2 separate regions of the Mus musculus genome follow, and region 1 is linked to region 2. Evidence: chromatin contacts called from public promoter capture Hi-C data. All regions are on one chromosome and are shown on one strand. The core of a region is the stretch at or near the end of the contact, and the rest is flanking DNA. Distances in the headings are between cores, read along the strand shown.

Region 1 (3,343 bases), core at 178-2,677, 310 kb before region 2:
GCACACACAAGACCCTTTTTCTCTTGGTACCCAGGCCTTCTAGTAGCTATGTCCTGAAAACTAAGGTGGGCCAGAGCAAGCCCACCTTCTAGCCCTCTGAGGACAGTAACTGTGGTGTATGAAGGTGAGTTAGGGTGGATGGAACTGTTTTAAACAGTGTATCCACAAGGAGGGTCTTAGGTTTAAACTCAAATTCATACCACTTGGGTGGTATTTAAAAAAAAATAAAAACCAATGAGGTTATGGCTTAATGAGGCCAGACGAGGAGTGCAACCAGACCCAAAAGTGAGTCCTTCCTGAAAAAGGCCACTCAGTCGCAACATAGCTGTAACTATTTCTTAGGAGGCAGTAATGAGAAATCCCTGATCAAAAATAAGCAAACACACATATAAGAACAAAAAGTGTCAAGTATGGAATCTATTAAAACCACACGTTTTTGAGTTCTTGTAATTCTGAATTCAGTCATTCATTTTACACGTCTTAGGCACTTGCTCTGTGCTGGGCAGTGTTGCATGTGCTGAGCACATATGCTGTCGCGGTGTCACAGTAAAAGTCTGCTGACCTGCCATCGGATTGGAGCTTAATTTTCCTTTATTTTCTGAGTTCTCCCAAGATTTCCAAACACAAAGCCTAATGAATACCCATCACCATTTAGTGGCAGATTTTGAAATAAACAGAAGTCTCTTAGGACTAAAGTTGATATTGCTGGTTCCTTCCTCTGAATCTTATTCCCGGAAGGTTCCCTGGCTGAGCTAAGCCTAATCACTCCTGAAGAAAACCATAGAGCCATGCATATTAGCAGGAAGGTGATGAAAGACAAAGCTGGTTCGTACTTAAGGATGTTACCTGAAGGGTAAATATCTCTACCTTTGTGAAGGCCTGTTACTGGGGATCATAGCATGAACTGGAAAACATTGATTTTTAAGGTTCATCTGGAAAGAGTCAAAGGCATAGGAAGGGTGGAGGAAAGTTAGACCAATATTTGGTTACTCAGGGACAGCCTGCGTTCACCACAGTGCTAGCAGAAATATCAGCACTACACCATTCAGGATACTGAAGTGTGTTTGTACTAATTATTAACCCATATCTTCTACTCATGCTTTCCTGGTGAATATTCAAACTGTCGCTTCCACAATTCTGTGTTTGTTTTCTCTTATTAAACATTCTGTCAATTGCCATTTACTCCACACACCCCCACCCCCCGGGAACCCATGCTTTCTTCTTACTTATGCCAAACACAACAGTACGGTGTAATCATAATAAAAATCAGAGTCAACCACGGAGGTGGCTTGAGCCTGTAATTCCAGTATTCAGGAAGCAGAGGCAAGAAGACTGTGAGCTTGAGACCAGCCTGGACTACACAATAAGAGGGAGTCTCAAATGTTAACGATGATTAAGTCACGCTTATCCCATTTTACACATGAGAAGACAGTAAGCGAGAAGGATACTTCCTGAGGCAGGTGCAGAAGAGCGTGAGAATTCGTTTTACCTGCTCAATGGACCTGAAGTTAAATTGTGCTCGACCAGCACTTCCTTTCACCTGGATGAGGTTCAGTTACTTTCCAAGGTGAAAGGTGCGGTGGGCTAAGAGAGGGAAGCCCTGCATTTGAGTGCACAGCTCTAGCATGGGCTGGCTTTCCCCCACCATTAGAGATGCTACATCCACTAATTCATGTCTTGACTTAGGCAGTGGTTTAAAAGACAACTTCTTCCAAGAAAGTGAAGTACCACTGGGCAGAATTTTTGGACTAATGAAAATGTAGAACATTGCTGTAGCCACAGGGAGCCTTCGGAGCTTCAGGACCCCTCCCACGCATCCCCAACACCGACTTACTTCATCCTTCAGAAATGATTGATCTATCTCAGTCATAGCTTTTAAGTTGGGCTGTCTCCAGAACACCAGGACATAATCTGTGGGTCTTCAAAATGCTAACCCAGGAAATAGCGCAGGGAAAGAAGCCCTGACTTGGCCTTCCCTTCTTTGCTGGCCTCTCAGACAGCCTGCCTTTCTTTTTCTAGGTATCTGTGTATACAGGGGATGAGGCTGCAGGTGAGCCAGGACGAGAGTGAAGTCAGGGGTTGAAGAGAGATGTGACCAGCAGCTGTTTCTTTGGTCTCCATGGCAAAGATGGCTAACAGAAGTGTGTGCTACCTCTCTCTATTAAAAGAACGTTCTTTCCCCCGCTAGAGCTGATGAATCATTCTGGTGCAGTCTTTCATTTAGACTTTATGATTTACTGGTCCTAGAATGGTGTGATGTGAAAGGCTGTATTCACCCAGTCAATAGGCAAAACCTTGAGAGAGAGAGAAAAAAATTGTTGTTGACAACAATTTGTTAAGTCACTATTTGGGTCGTCAGCCCCTGTCTTCTAGCCTGGGTTTCACACTCACCACCACTGGGCACAGAAGGGGGCCCACAGCATCTGAAGCAGTGACTGCTAGGTGAGTTAACCAGGCAGAGAGCAGCATAGCAACATAGCAACAGTCAGTCTCTTCAAGCCTGTGAAGAAAGCCCTTACCTAGGCTGCCTTCTGAGATGGGCAAGACTCACTTTCTTTTTTTAATTAGATATTTTCTTTATTTACATTTAAAATGTTATCCCTTTTCTGGTTTCCCCCCTGAAAACCCCCTATCCTATCTCCCCTCCCCGTGCTCACTAACCAACCCACTCCTGCTTCCTGGTTCTGGCATTCCCCTACATTGGGGCATTGAGCCTTCACAGGACCAAGGGCCTCTCCTCCCATTGATGACTGACTAGGCCATCCTCTGCTACATATGCAGCTGGAGCCATAGGTCCCTCCATGTTTACTCTTTGGCTAGTGGTTTAGTCTCTGGGAGCTCTGGGGTGTGTGTGTGTGTGTGTGTGTGTGTGTGTGTGTGTGTGTGTGTGTACAGGTTGGTTAAGACACACTTCTTAAGTAACTGATGAGTCCAGAGGCCACATGTGTGGTGAGGTGTGCTCTGTTCTGTAAGTGTCAAAGCCCAGTTTGAGTTAGTACTGACAGTCTGAGAGATGTTGCATGCATCCAAAGCCACTCTGTTAGAGAACTAACAGCCAGTCCTTAGCCCTTTGGGAGCTTGGGATGGTTGTTGGAAAATAATTTTTAGGCTAAGGAAATGTTTGGAAGTTCTGCTTTCGGTTAGCTTTGTAGGGTATTAGTTGATCACTGCCCCAGAAAAAGAAGGAAGGGGGAGGGGGAGGAGAAAGGAGAAAGAAGAAGAGGAGGAAGAAGAGGAGGAAGAGGAAGAGGAGGAAGAAGAGGAGGAGGAAGGCAACAACAACAATAACAGAAAAAAAATTAAAAATTTCCAAGTGTGTAAACACAAAATCCAAACTCTGGTG
Region 2 (3,465 bases), core at 330-2,829:
CTGAGGGAGGAACTGTAGCATCCTGGATGCTCAGTGTGTTTGTTATGTATGGTTGAGTGGGTGGACCAGGTAACTGCACACAGGAGAGCACAGAGGAGGTGTTACCACATGCAGAGAGTGAGGAAGCAGGGCTATGGCTTACACCTGGATCCAGGAGGCAGGTTTAGTTAATCTTGGTAGGGGCATGACTAGACATAAATATGGGGTGGGGGGTAGCTACAGTGGATGTTTTTTGTACACACTTATCAACATCACATCTGGACTGGAAGAAGGCCTTGGCTCCCTCTAAACTTCAGCCTGGGGACTGGGGGGCTTTGTCATTTTCCCTGTGGCCGAGGGTTTGAAAAATTCTGTCTATAGCTTTTTAGAGCAGAGCATACTTAAAACATTAATGGGGTTTCCTTGTTGTGTGTTTTCTGTTTTTCTCCTAGATTAAATTTTCTGTGTGAATTTCAGATCTTCAATTTTCACTGCCTTGTTTTCTCCTTTGATTCATGTATATATTTCTGTGTTTTAGAAATTGCTCATCTCTCCTAGCACCAAGCCCGCCTTAGATAGTGATCACAAAGTGTCTCCCAGGGTTGTCATGCTCCAGCAGGTTACAAAGAGGAAAAGCAGAAAGAAGGGCGCTCCATAGAGAGGCTATCATGGTAGCACATCTTGGCCTATATTCTGAGAATTAATGTGAACCTAGTTTATGGGTATTGGCCACTGATGAAGGATTCCAGTGAGCTGACACTTCCTGTCCTTTCAGTGATGACCTGAGGTCACCATTGATGCTCTGGGTTGTTTCCTCGTATCTCTCATTATCATGTTGAATTTTCAGCTAAGTATATTTCACATTGCTAGTGAAATGCATCGAAGCTCTGTGGCTCTGCCACTTGCTGCCTGTGATGCTGGGATTCTGTTGTAACTCCTTGCCTGTGTGGTCATTTGTGAAATGAGCTAAGGGTAACAGCATCCACTTGAAAGAACTCCTGGAGACAGAGTGTTCATCCATGCTTAGCACAGTGCAAGTGAACACCACAGCTCTGCCTTTATTTATTTTAAAGGTGGCCATGTGCTGAGAGAACACCAAGCCTGCTTCAGATAGAGATCACAAAATATTTCCCAGGGTTGTCATGCTCCAGCGGGTTGGCTAAGAGGAAAAGCAGAAAGAAGGATGCTCTGCTAGAGAGGCAAAATGTTCTTCACAGGAGATGGGGCCGGAAGTGAGAACGATGAAAGAAAGAGCTGGTGTGGAAATGATCAACCCACAGGACTCCCGTTCAGTTCCTGGGAGGTGGGAACCCACGGAAGAATCAGTGTGCAAGCTGATCCATGCTGACTCATGGAAAAACAGGATTCCACTGGAGATTCAGGGCGACCTGTGAGAAGGTGTTCTGAGGGGTCCTAGAAGATGGGCAGGCCAGCACCTCTCCATCACACTTGCTTTTTAAGTTCTGGGCCATTTGAAGCAAAACCAAAGAAAAACCAGGCTGCCCGAGCAGGGAATAGATTGGCTGCAGTGAGGAGTTCTCACTTGGAGAAAAGCCTGCGGAGACAGTAGTGCTAGGTATCCACTGCTGTGGTTCGTTCTCTGTCTGTCTGTCTGTCTCTGTGTGTGTGTGTGTATGTGCGCGTGTGCACAGTTAGTTTGGATCTGTCCTAGGCAGGGAAAGACAACTTCTCTGTTTTCCTACTATTGCAAAGTTCTCTTTCCTTATAGCATGTGACAAAAATATTTTTTTCTTCTGATTTTCTTCCAGTTAACTTTGTGTCTGGGTTTGCAATTTTTCTTTCCTTTTTTCTTGATTACTTCTAAATTCTTTGTAGATAGGTGTGGTTAGAAGTAAAAACAGAAAAGTGAAAGTACATCAGAAACTGAGTCGCTCCAAAATATGCACACATAAACAGGAAATATGTTTCCTAGCAACTAGCTTCGTTGACTTTGGCTGGAGACCTTCCTTCTGTGACTTGAAGAAAGAGTCATGGAAATACAGCTGTCAGAGAGGTGGATGGCCATGCAATGAGTGTCTGCTTCCTAGAACGAAGAGAGGCTTTTCTTTGTCATCTCATCTGGAATCGCTTCACTCCTCGAGAGCGATTTGGATACTGAGGGTTTTCAGAACAAATGAACAGGTGCACAGCTGAGCCGGTGCCAGAAAGTGACTTTCTTTGGAATGCTTACAGACTTTATTAAAATGTGCTGAATGAGTTTGATCCTTCACCATTCCCAGCGCAGCCTTACCTCATGCCAAAGGCATGGAAACGGTGAGAGGCAGCTAGAGGTGATCTTACATTTCCATAGAAAGTACAGCTCTCCATCCATGAGGCCGCTAGCAATGGCCGTCAGGGAGTCAAGACTGTGACTCACGAGAAGAGCCTGCTGTCCTGTCCTGGGGTTTGGCCTGTGCCTATTTTCTGCCAAAATAGACATGACTAACACAGGGAGAGCCTAGGGCCTCAGCAAGGAGATAAGAGATCTGTAAGCTCAGGGCTGTGGAGACTGGAATTTGCACAGCTATGTAATGGGAAGAGAAGTGCTGGGGTTGGAGATCTCTAGGATCAGGGAGCAGCTGCCTCGGGTAGTGAACAGAAAGAGGAAAGAAAGCAGGGTGCTGTGATACCAAGAGTTTGGAAGTTTGAGCATGTTAGCCATGCTGCCAACAGGTTGTGTCGGCTGCATGACAAGGGGGTAAGGGCAGTACCACAGAGGAAGGCTGCTTGCTTGCAGTACGGATGTAGTTGAAATGGATCCATCTTAATCCAATGTAGACCCTTGATTAACAGTTGGTAAGATCTACCAATAATTTAGCTGCCACAATGGAAATGAGCCCGCTCAAATTATCTACTTTATAACAGAAAGGGCCATGTGGCTCATATTTAGAATGAAGATCAGCGACGTGAAGCAGACTGACTGGAAACCAGTCATTCTGAATCTTGCTCTCTGTTATTCCCCGAAAAGTCCCCAGGACCCTTTGGACAAATTACCTCATCCAGAACAGAGACAGGACATATGCAGGGTAAGGCCAGAACATTTTTATTGTGAGAAAGTAAAGGAATAAAAGTGAGAAAAAAATAAATATGGCAAAAATATATAGTTGACGGCTTGAAGGAGCCCCCACTGGCCAAGTCTGAGTACCAGAGTAAATAAAGTACAGGAGCGACATAGGGATCTGTCATAAGAAGAGCAGGGTGTGTACTAGCCCTAACTACTTCACCAGTGAACAAACGATGAAGAATGCTGACAATGAATGAATAATAGTGTGGAAAGAATGTTGCAGTCAGGATGCTGCAGCTGTCAGGACATATAAGGCATGTAAAGGAGGCATCATGGACACCTGGGAAGTTTTCTTCTTACCTCTCCCCTGCCCCTTCTCCCCCTCTTCTTTTTTCTCCTTCTTCTCCTCTTCTTTCTCCTCCTCGTCCTTTTTATTCCACCCCGTCTGTCTTTTCCTTCATCCTATGCAGCTTACTGTATAT

Evidence for each region. Capture Hi-C pulls out chosen DNA fragments and counts their contacts.
Region 1: a contact with region 2 is called in a promoter capture Hi-C map of pancreatic islet. A contact is called at or near these places in 1 of 130 datasets of targeted methods (pancreatic cancer cells) and 1 of 9 other capture datasets (pancreatic islet).

Annotation. Positions count from the first base shown.
Region 1 is chr19:32,597,400-32,600,742 of GRCm38.p6, reverse strand. It overlaps a transcript of Papss2 not described here. Among named protein-coding and RNA genes, the nearest start is that of Papss2, 21 kb to the left of the region's middle.
Region 2 is chr19:32,291,120-32,294,584 of GRCm38.p6, reverse strand. All of the region lies in intron 2 of Sgms1 (sphingomyelin synthase 1), which reads left to right. Among named protein-coding and RNA genes, the nearest start is that of Sgms1, 96 kb to the left of the region's middle.